Linked DNA regions of Sus scrofa: all the other regions are linked to region 1. The links are chromatin contacts, called in public HiChIP or PLAC-seq maps. All regions are on one chromosome and are shown on one strand. Each heading gives the region's core, a stretch centred on a gene start, on an enhancer-like site or on the middle of the called end of the contact. The rest is flanking DNA. Distances are from core to core; before and after follow the strand shown. Region 1 holds the start of EIF4G3 (eukaryotic translation initiation factor 4 gamma 3). Region 2 overlaps EIF4G3 (eukaryotic translation initiation factor 4 gamma 3). Region 3 overlaps EIF4G3 (eukaryotic translation initiation factor 4 gamma 3).

What was found. HiChIP or PLAC-seq counts read pairs in DNA pulled down with a chosen protein or histone mark.
Region 2: an H3K27ac HiChIP or PLAC-seq map of skeletal muscle shows a contact between it and region 1, with 2.4 times the contacts expected there. The contact joins the enhancer-like site here to the promoter of EIF4G3 in region 1. A contact is called at or near these places in 2 of 5 promoter capture datasets (fetal liver and liver), 14 of 47 Hi-C or Micro-C datasets (alveolar macrophages, blood, embryonic fibroblasts and 5 more) and 2 of 2 datasets of contacts at active chromatin or transcription factors (alveolar macrophages and skeletal muscle).
Region 3: a contact with region 1 is called in an H3K27ac HiChIP or PLAC-seq map of alveolar macrophages. The contact joins the enhancer-like site here to the promoter of EIF4G3 in region 1. A contact is called at or near these places in 2 of 5 promoter capture datasets (fetal skeletal muscle and liver), 12 of 47 Hi-C or Micro-C datasets (alveolar macrophages, blood, embryonic fibroblasts and 5 more) and 2 of 2 datasets of contacts at active chromatin or transcription factors (alveolar macrophages and skeletal muscle).

The regions. Positions count from the first base shown.
Region 1 is chr6:79,380,112-79,384,216 of Sscrofa11.1, forward strand. It overlaps EIF4G3 (eukaryotic translation initiation factor 4 gamma 3), which reads right to left and starts at 1,951. Exons shown (of 34, transcript XM_021097671.1): 1 at 1,747-1,951; 2 at 1,226-1,397.
Region 2 is chr6:79,235,451-79,239,830 of Sscrofa11.1, forward strand. The region is part of intron 4 of EIF4G3 (eukaryotic translation initiation factor 4 gamma 3); the gene reads right to left. Among named protein-coding and RNA genes, the nearest start is that of EIF4G3, 140 kb to the right of the region's middle. Within about 2 kb of position 2,226, at least 23 of the 83 cell types and tissues checked have an H3K27ac peak or open chromatin away from gene starts, as enhancers often do. A contact at or near this core is called in alveolar macrophages and skeletal muscle, where this site is marked.
Region 3 is chr6:79,216,683-79,220,813 of Sscrofa11.1, forward strand. The region is part of intron 4 of EIF4G3 (eukaryotic translation initiation factor 4 gamma 3); the gene reads right to left. Among named protein-coding and RNA genes, the nearest start is that of EIF4G3, 160 kb to the right of the region's middle. Within about 2 kb of position 1,974, at least 23 of the 83 cell types and tissues checked have an H3K27ac peak or open chromatin away from gene starts, as enhancers often do. A contact at or near this core is called in alveolar macrophages, mesenteric adipose tissue and skeletal muscle, where this site is marked.

The sequences.
Region 1 (4,105 bases), core at 701-3,200:
TTCCCTTCTCAAAGTAATGGATACAGACAAGAATCAAACTACAGACCGTGAAATAATCTGTGGACCTCACAGCAGTTAGTTTCGCATTTGCTTATTTGCTCAAACACCCTACTCTAAAAGTCAAACACACAATGACACGAACACAAAAACACAACACATCTACCATCCAATGATTATTTATTGATTTACACAAATACAACGGATTGGGGGGGAGGGGTGCATGATGAAATGTTATTCTCAGGTAGGTAATAATACCTCTCTAAATCTCCGTGGAATTCATGAACTCAACGTTTTACCTTCACCCGCTGGTTTTTAACTAAAATACCTCGTCACCAAGTCTTTCCAATCAAAGCTGTCCAAAAATTCTACAATCGAGCAAATAACATGAAATTAGACACATTCAATACTAGACTTTCCTCCAGGAGCCCTGGCACCCTCCAGACATGAGGCCTATGAAGAGTAAATTAAAGCCCTTTAAAAACAATCAGCATAACACGAGCCTTCCAAGAAGTGAGACTTTTGGGGGTGATGGGTAATGTCAGTTAACTTCCTCTTCCTTTAAAAAAGGTCAAAGACAGGGAAGCGTCCGGTGTAACATTTCCTCCTCAGATCGCGTTCCACCACAAACCACATCACAACTCTCCCAATCGCTAAAAAACATTAGCCAGAGGGAGTGCTTTCCGCAAAATTTCGCCATAGATTTAAAATCCAACTTACCTCCGGAACCAGCTGAGTTTAGTTTCAAACAGTAAAATTACCAATAAAGTTTCTTAGGTATTAATAATATTTAGGGAAGCCCACTATGCCCCGCTGCAGGGAGAGCTGAAGGGAGATGAGGAGGAGGGTGTAGCCCTCACAACAATCAGAGAAAAGCCTTCCCTGCAGGGCTGGTCCCGGGCACCAGCAAATTCGGCCTAATAAAGGGGGGGGGGGTGGGGAGGAGAGGCGAGAAGGGGGAAGGGTCCCCAGCTCCAAAAGGGAAGGGCTGCGGAAGCAAGGCCGACGGAGCTAGTTTTCACAGTAGTGCAGAGGGTCCCGGGGTCCCCCGCAGTGCTGCTGCCGGGTCACCCCAAAAGCTCCGGCCAAGCCGGGTGCGTGGGCTGAAGGAATAGTCCCTTCCCCGGCTGGGCTGTGGCTGCCGGCAGGAGGGTTCCCGGAGGGGCCTCAGCCCCCCTGGTCTGCGACGAAGAGAGCCGAACGGCCGGCAGGAAGGTGAAAAGGATACTGTTGGGGCGCCTGGGTCTGGAGGGCCCTGATGTTCGGGTGAGGAGGGGCCGCTGCCGCCGCCGCCGCCGCCGCCGCCGCTGCTGCCGCCGGGTGAGGAGGCGGTACCGCTGCTGCCGCCGCCGCCGCCGCCGCTCCGGTGCCGGGTCCGGTTCCTGCTGCAGCCGCTGAGCCTGATTTCAGAGCCGGTTTCTGCGGTAAACTCATGGCAAAGCGAAGCCACCAACCCCCCCAGAGCGGGACCGGGCGCGCCGGGGTGCAGGGGCCGGGGGCAGCGGGGGGGCGGGATGGGGGCAGACCCGGGGAGGCGGCGGGAGCGGGGGCCGGGGGGAGGCTGGGAGGAGGAGGAGGAGGGGGCCGGGGCCGGTCACACACGCCCGCCGCCGCCGCCGCCGCCGCCGCCGCCGCCGCCGGCAGCAGCAGCCGCCCCGCGGGCCAGCACCACCGGCTGCCGGTCTCCGTGACAACGCGACCCCGGGGGGGGGCCGGACCCGGCGGGGGCAGGAGGCGGAGAGACCGGACCTTTCACGGCAATATCCTCATGGGCCGGCGGCGGGGGGTCTTTATCCCCCTCCCCGGGGGAAGCGGCGCCCTTCTCGGTAGCGGGGCTCAGGCGATGCCGGCGGATTTTCTTCACTCAACGAGCAGAGCATCCAACATGGCGCTGCGGCCGCCTCCAGCAGTCCGGCAGGACGGCCGCTCGGAAAACTTCGGGCCTTTTCGGAATGGTTCGGGAGGCCGAGGGTGGGAAGCCCCTTCGGCTCTTTCCGGAGACTGGGAGCGGTCGGGATTCTTCGGAAATGCTCGGGGGCGTCTTCGGCCGCCGTTCGGGCGCTCTCTGGAACTGGCTCGCTTCCTCGGGAAAGATCGGCAAGGGGGCTTCCCAGGCTCGCTGCAGCCGGGGTGCGGGGCGGAGGGAGAGACCAAAGGCGAGGTCTGGTCTGCGAGAGCCCTCCCCTGCCGCCCACCTCGGAGAACAATGGTAAAGGCCCTCGAGCCTGCGGTCCGCAGAGCCCTGTCCGCCGAGGCGGGAGGCGGTGAGGCGAGAAACCTCAGTTACGGTGGGAGCAACCGCTTAACCAGAGTGGAACCGCTGGATAGGAACCTGCCGCGTGCACCTATTAGCATAACTAATAGCACTCGCTGGCCCTTAACGCTGATCCCGTCCATTGTGTCGACATTTCGCCCTTGTCCCCTCAGAGAGGCGAGTGGGATGAGGAGCCCCATTTCCAGAGCACCCTGAGGCTGGGAGAGGAAAAGTGACCGGCCCAAGGTCACCCAGCCAGGAAAGGGCAGAGCCAACCTGGATCTCACATCCACCTTCATCTGAAGGAATCTTGCCACCTCCCAAGTTGCCTGGGGACCTGATCTGCCCTGCCTTATCTAGTCAGCAACCTTAACTTAGGATTCTGTGGACGGATTCTTCCAAGGCCTGCCCCAAGACAGGAGCGCCCTTTGACCGGGGACCAGTGGTCGGCTCCCTGGGTCCTACTTGTTGATAAACTCCTTTTCTCACCAGCAGGACCGACCAAAACCATCCCACCCCCTCTGCAACACTCCTCCCCCAACTGGGGTCTTGTCCAAGCACAGGGACACTGAGTAGAAAGGAATTACAGAGAGATCAGGGAGCAAGCCAGGTAATAATGGTTACCAGACACATATTCATTATCATGCAGTCCTGTGAAGTAGGTAGTAATCATTTTACAAATGAAGAGACTGAGATGCTCATACTATCACACGACACAAGGAGCTGAGAAAATTGAGGCTCAAGAGGAAGGAAAAACTTTCCCAAGGTCACATGGAGAGTGTAGTTGGCAGAGACAACTACAGAGTGGGTTCTGCCTCCTGCTATACTGCTTCACACTGCCATTTTTTTTTCTTTCAATTCACATAAAGCTCTAAACATAGTAGGTGCTTAATTCTTAATAGTCCCTGGGAACCCCAAAAGCTCCTTCTCGGAAAAAGCATCTATCTGGAAGATGAGTCTGTGTCTTTCTGGTGAGGGTTCCTAGTGTTGAAAAGAAAGCATCATTCCCCATCTCCAGACAGAAGGCAGGAACTACTTCATCACCCAGAATACTGAACCATTTGGATCTGTGACAGCTGGTTACCTGGGATCAGATTCTCTTCTCTTTTCTAGACATGACTGACTCCAAGAAAAATTCTCAAGTGGTCCTGCCATCCCCAGATTCTCCTGCCATTCTCCAGATCTCAGACGTCCTCAGGTCAATGGAAACCTGTTCCCAGGAAAGAATTTGGCTTCCCTCTTACACTAGGGTGATAACAGACTGATAATTGCTTAATTGTTATTCTTTTCTGAGCTAGTTTCATTTTCTCACTTAATAGCTGCAAGCATCAGGCGATTACTGTGTGTCTGGTCTTTGCTAAGCACTTTATGAGCATTATCTCTCTTAAAACGGATAGACCTTGGGCAAAATGATGTAAAAGTCCCTGATAAGATTCTGGCCCCAGGCAATCCATTCGGAAGGCTTATAGGGAGCAAAGTCAAATAGTAGAGTGCTCTCCTTTCATCCAAAAGCCTAGTCCTGTTCAACACATCCCAACTAACACAGAGTGGCTATGTGTTATTGAACACCTACTGGGTGCCAGGGTACAACTCTGTGAAGTATTATGCTTAGATTAACTCATTCACCTCAGCAACGCTTCAAGGTTATGATATTCCATTTACAAATAAAGAAACCCAGGCTCAAAGATGTGAAGACGGAACTTGTATAACTTTCAAGTGAAAACAGTCATTCAAACCCGGGTATCTGACTCAGTTCTGATCTGCCACATTGCCTTCTACAGGGCATCTTCTCCATAGTAGCCAAAAGCACCTTCAACAAAGGAAGCTGATTTTGTAAAGTGGTCTGCTGAGAGT
Region 2 (4,380 bases), core at 976-3,475, 140 kb before region 1:
AGCTCAGCTTTTTCCTACACATCAAAATAAAACCCAGTTTCATCCCAACCCCAGAACCAGTTCCCTCAAGGCTACAGAGCTAAAAGCACTGATCTGCCTAAAGGAGAATTCAGTGCCAGGTTCACTGAATTCTCAGACACTGAAGACATTCAAAATTTGTGTACTGCTGGCTCTCCAGTGTCTGTTATCATTACATATTTCGTATCTTCTATAACTAACCACTGCTATCATTTCTACTACTTTCCTCCCCCAATTACCCTCACTTTTTAAAGTCTGGTTTATTGACAGTTTCTTCTAGTTTTCATCAAAAATATCCCACCCAGAGTTCCCATTCCTCTCATTTGTCACGATGGACACAGTCTTCACTCTAGGTCCTGCTGCTCTCCCATTATGACCACCTCCCTCCACTAGTTTCTTTTTTTTTTTTTTTTTTGTCTTTTTGCTATTTCTTGGGCCGCTCCCTCGGCATATGGAGTTTCCCAGGCTAGGGGTCTAATTGGAGCTGTAGCTGCCAGCCTATGCCAGAGCCACAGCAACTCGGGATCCGAGCCTCGTCTGCAACCTATACCACAGCTCACGGCAACGCCGGATCATTAACCCACTGAGCAAGGGCAGGGATCGAACCCGCAACCTCATGGTTCCTAGTCGGATTCGTTAACCACTGCACCATGACGGGAACTCCCACTAGTTTCTTGAATTCCAGATTCAGATATGTGAAGTTTAAGAACCAGAAGTTTAAATGTGTGGCTGAATTTTTATAAAGCCCAATTTTGCAAATTTATGTCCCCTAAAGTTGTTTCATGTTGATTGTTCAAACATCACAACATACTGTTTCATAAAGCAATGTGATAAGTGGTGTAGTCCCAAAATTATTTCTGAAAGCCTAGTTTGTCTACAATGAACCTAAATAAAGTACCATGGTGAATTATGAGAAAGCTAAGAAGAACATCAAGAATTGGAACCTGGAGATCTGGACTTTACCAATGGTACCTAAAACAAATCATTTCACTTTGACACTCAACCTTCCCAATACTCAAAAATAAAGATAATAATATCTATCTACAGGGTAATTATGATAAAATAAATACAGTGAAGTAATTGAGAAATGCTCTGAAAACTCTTACCTATAAGGTAATCTACCATTAAGATACCATCCTCAAGGAGTTCCTGTCGTGGCGCAGTGGTTAACGAATCCGACTAAGAACCATGAGGTTGAGGGTTCGGTCCCTGCCCTTGCTCAGTGGGTTAAGGATCCGGTGTTGCCGTGAGCTGTGGTGTAGGTTGCAGACTCGGCTCGGATCCAGTGTTGCTGTGGCTCTGGCGTAGGCCAGTGGCTACAGCTCCGATTCAACCCCTAGCCTGGGAACCTCCATATGCCGCGGGAGTGGCCCAAAGAAATAGCAAAAAGACAAAAAAAAAAAGATACCATCCTCAAATACATAATCTAATAATAGGAGTACACAATAACTACTAGTTCATATTGTTACAATTTAAGTTATATTAGGAAGGAAAGCTTTTAGTTAAAATTATTTCTAGTAGTTACCCAGTGGCCTAGCAGATTAAGGATCTGGCATTGTCACTACTGTGGCTCTGATCACTGCCATGGTGCAGGTTTAATCCCTGGCCTGAGAAGTTCCGCATGGTGGACATAGCCAAAAAAAAATTTTTTTATGTGTTTCCACAGTCAAGATCTTTGTCCACTCACTGTCCTTTGTCTGCTTAAAAGTTGATTTTTTTTTTTTTAAGAAGAATCTGTCCATCTGATTCCTATAGCATTTGATCTACTTTTCCCGAGTTTGTTACAGCAAAAGCTTTTAGAATGAGACTTTTTCAACGACCAATTAGGGGTAGTCATCCTTCAGTAAATCTATATGCCATGAGGCTTTATTGGGGTATCTCAGACTAAACAGTACACAAAGATCTGGTGAAGGATGCCTTTTGTATGCATCTAGGTTTTTAACACCTTTCATTTTCTATAAATTGTACAAAGTTTTGTAATCCCTTTTCTAATATGCACTTCAAAAGTGTTTTTTCCTCCTTTTATACTTCTTAATTTCACCTCTGATCAAGTTAAAAGACGAATTCAGGCTCAAAGAGGAGACAGTAGAATAATGCCTTCCAGGCCCTGATCCTTACTTTCTTTGCTGGCTGGCCAGCCTCCAGTCCTTTTGCTACCTCTCCCTTCAGAAATGTTGCCAAATGGTTATGTAAATAAGCCAGCTGGCTTCTGAGTCATCACTTCTGTATTCAACTTCTCTTAACTCCCAACTGTGAACCCTGATATGTTCGTTGAACTCTTCACAGCCCTTGGAATTTTTCAGTGTCTCTTTGAGCATGGCAGCTGGACTTTCAGTGATATTTTTCACGCCAATGGCGTTGTTATTGGCAGTAGTTGGTCACACACTAGTGTTCCTTCCAAATGTGCCTGTCCTCTTGATAACTCAATGCATTTTTCTCTAAACCAGACACTGTTTTCTAAGAGGAGAATATCTACATGTGTGTAAAATTTTAAAAGCTGTAAGGAAATGCAATAGTTAGTCTACTCTGCATTTAGTGTAAAGCAGTAACTGCTGATTTGGCAGCGGTTTCTTAGCTATGTCATCAAAGGCACAGATGAGAAAAAAAAACAGATAAATTAGACTTCATCAAAATTAAAAACTTTTGTGCAAAGGACATTATCAACAGGGTGATGAGAGAAAATATCTGAAAATCATATATCTGATATGGAATTGAAATCTAGAATGTATAAAGAACTCCCACTACTCAACAATAAAAAATCCACTTAAAAAATGGGCAAAGGGGGAGTTTCCGTTGTGGCTCAGCCATAACAAACCCGATCAGCATCCATGAAGACTTGAGTTCGATCCCTGGCCTTACTCAGTGTGTTAAAGATTATGTGTTGCCGAGATCAATGGTCTAGGTTGCAGGCGTGGCTAGGATCTGGAGTTGCTGTGGCTGTGGTTTAGGCCAGCAGCTGCAGCTCCAATTTGATCTCTAGCCTAGGAACTTCCATAAGCTGTGAGTATGGCCCTAAAAAGACCAAAAAATTAAAAAACAAAAGGCAAACAACTCAGGCATTTTTCTCCAAAGACTATATACAAACAGTCAATAAGAACATTACAGATGTTCAGCATCACTAAACATTAAGGACATGCAAATGTTTTATACACATATATCTCCCACGCACACACCTATGAATTTTCTGAACACCAACACCAAGTTTGCTGTTTTCAAAAGGAACATAATCTGAATGACAACCAATATGAGTTGGCCAATTCAAAACTAGAAATATTACAAGGGAAATGAATTACTACATAAAAGCTCTTTATTCTTGGCATTAAAAGAGATAAAGCACCATGGCAATTTACAGCTCGTATTTACAATCAGAACAAGAATATACTACCTATATGTATGAAAATAAAACCTGCAATCCTGAATGAGGATTTAACAGTCTTCCATTCAGATCATTGGTGCACTTCCTTTCAAATTTTCTTACCTTCTAATATACGCCTTTAAGGCTACATGCTTTCCTCTAAGTAACACTTCATGCACATCCCACTAATTCTGATCCCAAATGCTATTTGTCATTCATTTCTAAAGATAATGTTTTTTATTTTGATTTTAAGTCGAATTTTTTAAATTTCCAAATAAAATGATTTTTTTCTTTTCTTACTCCTACATTATGTTTAAGATTATGAAAAATGCAAAATTATGTTCAATCAATATAATTATGTTCCGTAGAGTTTCAGCTTAAACATAATTAGATATTGCCATTCCATTGTTGTTAAGCTCTAAATTCTATAGAAGTATATTCAGAAAGTAATATAAATATGACTGGAATTTAACATTTTTCTCTGTAGTCTAACTTGATTAAATTTTATAAGTGGTCTTTGAGTAGTTGAAAAAAACAGCCTAGTCTTAAATGAGAAATTTACAATTAATTAAAACAAATATATTATTACTTCATTCAAATTATCTATAACCTTAATGGTTTATCTAACTTGAGTCAGTAAAGCATTGCTATTTTTAAAGTTTGATAATTATGATGCTCAAGTCATTGATATCCTCAATTATTCTTTATCTTGGTTGTACAAAATTTCTTGTTCACAATTCTTATGCTAATATATATTTATTTAAAAACAAGTTTATAATCTATGTCATTTATCTATATAAGGGTTTGGCAAACATGGCTCTGAGCACATGTTTTTGTAATGCCAGCTACAAAAGGGTTTTACATATTTAAAGGGTTAAAAAAGAAGAAGAACATGCAAAAGGCCATCTGGCCCACAAAACCCAAAATATTTACCATGGTTTTCACAGTATGCTCATCTATTTCAGGGGTTGGCCAAGTTTATTCTATAAGGTCCTGATCAAAAATAG
Region 3 (4,131 bases), core at 724-3,223, 160 kb before region 1:
TAGAAGGTGTGTAATTAATATTCCATTCTAGGTACATTAAATTCTTAATGACTGCACCAACTAAAAAGATGCTAAAATAGAAATCCCAATAAATACTCAAAGTAAAAACATAAACAGACTAATGTTGGCATAATACCTTTCAAAGCACAAATTAAAACAATGCAATACATTATTAGAATCACAACCACTCTGAGGTACCACCTTACACCAGCCAGAATGGCCATCATCAAAAATTCTACCAACAATAAGCGCTGGAGAGGGTGTGGAGAAAAAGGAACACTACTACACTGTTGGTGGGATTGTAAATTGGTGCAACCACTGTGGAAAGCAGTGTGGAGATTCCTCAGAAAACTAAAAATAGAACTACCATTTGATCCAGCAATCCCACTCTGGGCATCTATCCAGAGAAAACCACGACTTGCAAAGACACATGTACTATGATGTTCACTGCAGCACTATTTGCAACAGCCAAGACAGGGAAACAACCTAAATGTCCACTGACGGAGGAGTGGATCCAGAAGATGTGGTACATACACACAATGGAATATTACTCAGCCATTAAAAAGAACAAAATACCGGCATTCTTAGCAACATGGATGGACCTAGAAATTATCATGCTAAGTGAAGTCAGTCATACAATGAGACACCAACATCAAATGCTTTCACTGACAAGTGGAAGCTGAAAAAAGGACAGACGGAACTTCTTTGCAGAACAGATGCTGACTCATAGACATTGAAAAACTTATGGTTTCTGGAGGAGACAGTTTGGAGGGTGGGGGGATGTGCTTGGGCTGTGGGATGGAAATCCTGCGAATCAGATTGTTATGATCATTATACAACTACAAATGTGATAAATTCATTTGAGTAATTAAAAAAGTAAAAAAAATTAAAAATAAAATAAAAAAGAAAACAATGCAATAATTGTTTAATGTACAAGTCATTTTTTTCATCCATCATACAAAGGTATATATTCCCATTTTATATATAATATTAAGCACTGTAAGTAATGCAATTCTACAGACTACTAGACTAAGCAAATATTACTACTTAAACATTACTGTATCTAGAATGCTGGCAGTTATTTCTTCTTAATAAATCCATTTTCCCTTTCCAAACACTCTCAGACTCAAGTTTATAGGGTGCACATGCTGTACCTTGAAGAGCAACAATCAAGTGCCGAAAAGAATAAATCATAGTGACTCACTACCTCCCAGATAGATGAGCAGATTACGATTATTAGATATACTCAGGCTTCCAAGTGCTTTCTCTTTCAGAGCCAAGCATATAAATAGGTACATGGGGTAATAATAATCACATTTTGACACACTGAAAGACTCAATTACGGTACAGAGTGGTGCAAACCCTGAGTACAAGGTGGGTAAATCAAGAAAATCAGGGTAAAACTATTACTATAATAACTTAATCTTAACATAAAGTCCAGCAAATATACAAAACTAATGTTTTTATTTCAAAAAAGCATTTGCTTTAATTTCACAAAAAAGGGGGGGGAATTCCCTATGTAAAAATTTACTACATAAATACTTCAATGATGGCCCTGAAGCACTCAAAATGAGTATTTGTCCAGAATACAAGCTAAAGTGTAATTGTGCAGAATTATTTTCTGGGTAATTAAAAGGCTATCTTCTTTTCCTAACATTTCGTTTAAAGAACAAAACTTTCATCTTTACATTGAAAGAAGGAAAAGAGTATTGGCCAACTATATTTTCAAAGTTACTTATAAGGAAAAGCCCTTTCATTATGAATTTTCTATCTTAGGATGCTAAATGTAGTAAGAAAATTAAAATCCCCTACAAATTATTTTTAGATCATCACTGACCTAGCTAAATAAACATTATGACTGCTATGTAAGATGACTCTTCTAGCACTTTGCTGATAATAAACAGACATCATGCATACTCTATCACATGAGACAGGGTTAGCAAACAGCTGAGTCACCCACCAATAGTCTTCCTGCTCCCAGTAGCTCAGTGGAAATTTCTGTCTCATCACAACACTTGGCTTCTTCTCCCATTCCCACATTACAATTCCCCAAAACTTTCCCTCCAATAACAGAAACCAGCTTATGATGAAGTTCACTTTAGTTCTACCCCCACCCCAACTAACACACCAAGTGTTCCTGACAATGCAAAACCGCAGAGAGGCAAAAACAGGAGGCTAATTAAGCTAGCAAACTTCATCTCAATTAGGCCAGTCTTCTCCGGAGAAAAACATTTCTCTCTGGTTGAAATAGAGGTATTTAAGCACTGCTCTGTCCACATAGGTTATGATTTTTTTAAGACATGAACAATAATACATTCCCTAGGTTTTCTTTCTGAAGTATCCCTGAAAGACATGGTCTATGTTCTTGACTTAAACTACAAATAACAAAGCCTCAAAGCAAAATTGCTTTATATTTTCTTTCCTTTGAGGATGCTAATTAGTGTCAGCAATGGAAAACATTAAACACAAAAACCTTTTTAGAATAAAATAAACCCTCACACAATACACTGTTGAAAATGTAGCAACTCAATGACTTTTTTTCCAAGTATAAACAAAAGTCCCGAAAAAAGTTGAAAAAGCCATGGTTCCTGAGCTCAAGGAATTTACAATTTACCTAACTAGACTGCGAAAGAATATAGAAAGTGCTTTAGGCAGTGTGATTAATATGTCAAGAACCAAACAAAAACTGATTAATTCTTCTTAGGAGAAGATTTCCAAGACAGCCTCCACAGGTAACAGTTCAACAAGTGATGGATAGAGAACAGGGCAGTGGCCATATGAACAGAGGAGCACCACATGTAAGCAAAACAAAGAGTATCAAAGAAACACAAAGACCTGGAAAATGGAAAAGCTGCAAAACTCTGCAGAACTTGGAAAAAGGTCAGTGATGCCAAAGTTAAGAGGTGGGTGAATCAGAGCACGGCTATAGAATCAGATTTGGGCTGAACGAAAACGATGTGTCAAGACAAGTAACAACTTTGTCTTAAAAGGAACCCCAGGATATGATGAACAGGGCAGCAATATCATTGGATCTGTTTAATGAAATGGATTATTACATTAATATGGAGTCCTGGAGAAAAGGATCTGTGTCAGGGATATTAGCTAGGGAGCTTAGTACCATAATGAATCTGGTTTACCATAATGAATCTAGACAAAGGAGGCATATTTCAGAGATAAGTAGTATCCAAAAATAGCAGGACTTTCAAAGTAACTAGATATAAGTGGTAAGGAAGCTGATGCACCAAGGTTAGAGGATTAGGTGGCTCAGGATGTATAAAGGGTCCAAAATGATTGGGCTATAGGCCACCTCTCACAACTAATCTCATATTCCATTACCCTCCTTACTTTATTTCTCTCAAACGTAAGTTTATTTTCTCTTAATGTCTTTGCATTAGTTGTTTTCTCTGCTTTGGATGAAAAAATGATAAATTCAATTGTATTATGTTCAGTTTTAACTATTAAAGACAACTCCAGGCATAAAAGTATACAGAGCAATTAGACTTGTATAGAACTGAGTTGTGATCCAAGACTCAACAGCATAAAACTAACTTCTTGCTGCGAGAGTAGATGAGACTGCCTAGGGTATAGGGCCAAATAACAAAAAATTATTTCAAACAAACATTCTTGAGATACACAAATGAAAATGAAATCTTTAAATTAGTAAGATGTACTTTCTGAAGGGTGGGATGCAAACGCTCTTTACTGAGGGTCTGTTCACTGCCAGGCACATATCTACTTTAATTACATAAAACCTCTATGAAGTAAATCATTTTTAAAATGAGAAAACATGTTCAGAGGAAATAAAGCAACTTGCCCAAGGTCACATATTTAACAGCAAATTCAGAATGTGAACCTCATTCTGCTGCTATCAGTGAAAGTAGAGGGAAACAAACACAAGCCATGAACCAAAATAGTGACAAACACAAAACTCAGGATAATGGCTACCTGCAGAGACAGAGTAGAGTGGTGGGTTAAAGGAAAAGCACATGAGGGCTTCAAAGACACTGGGATAACTTACTTTTTAAAGTGAGTGGTGGTCAGTTATTTTATTTATTGTTCTTTCAAATTGAACATGTTTTAATATGCTCTTCTACATGATTATATATTTCATGATAATTACTACAACTGTAG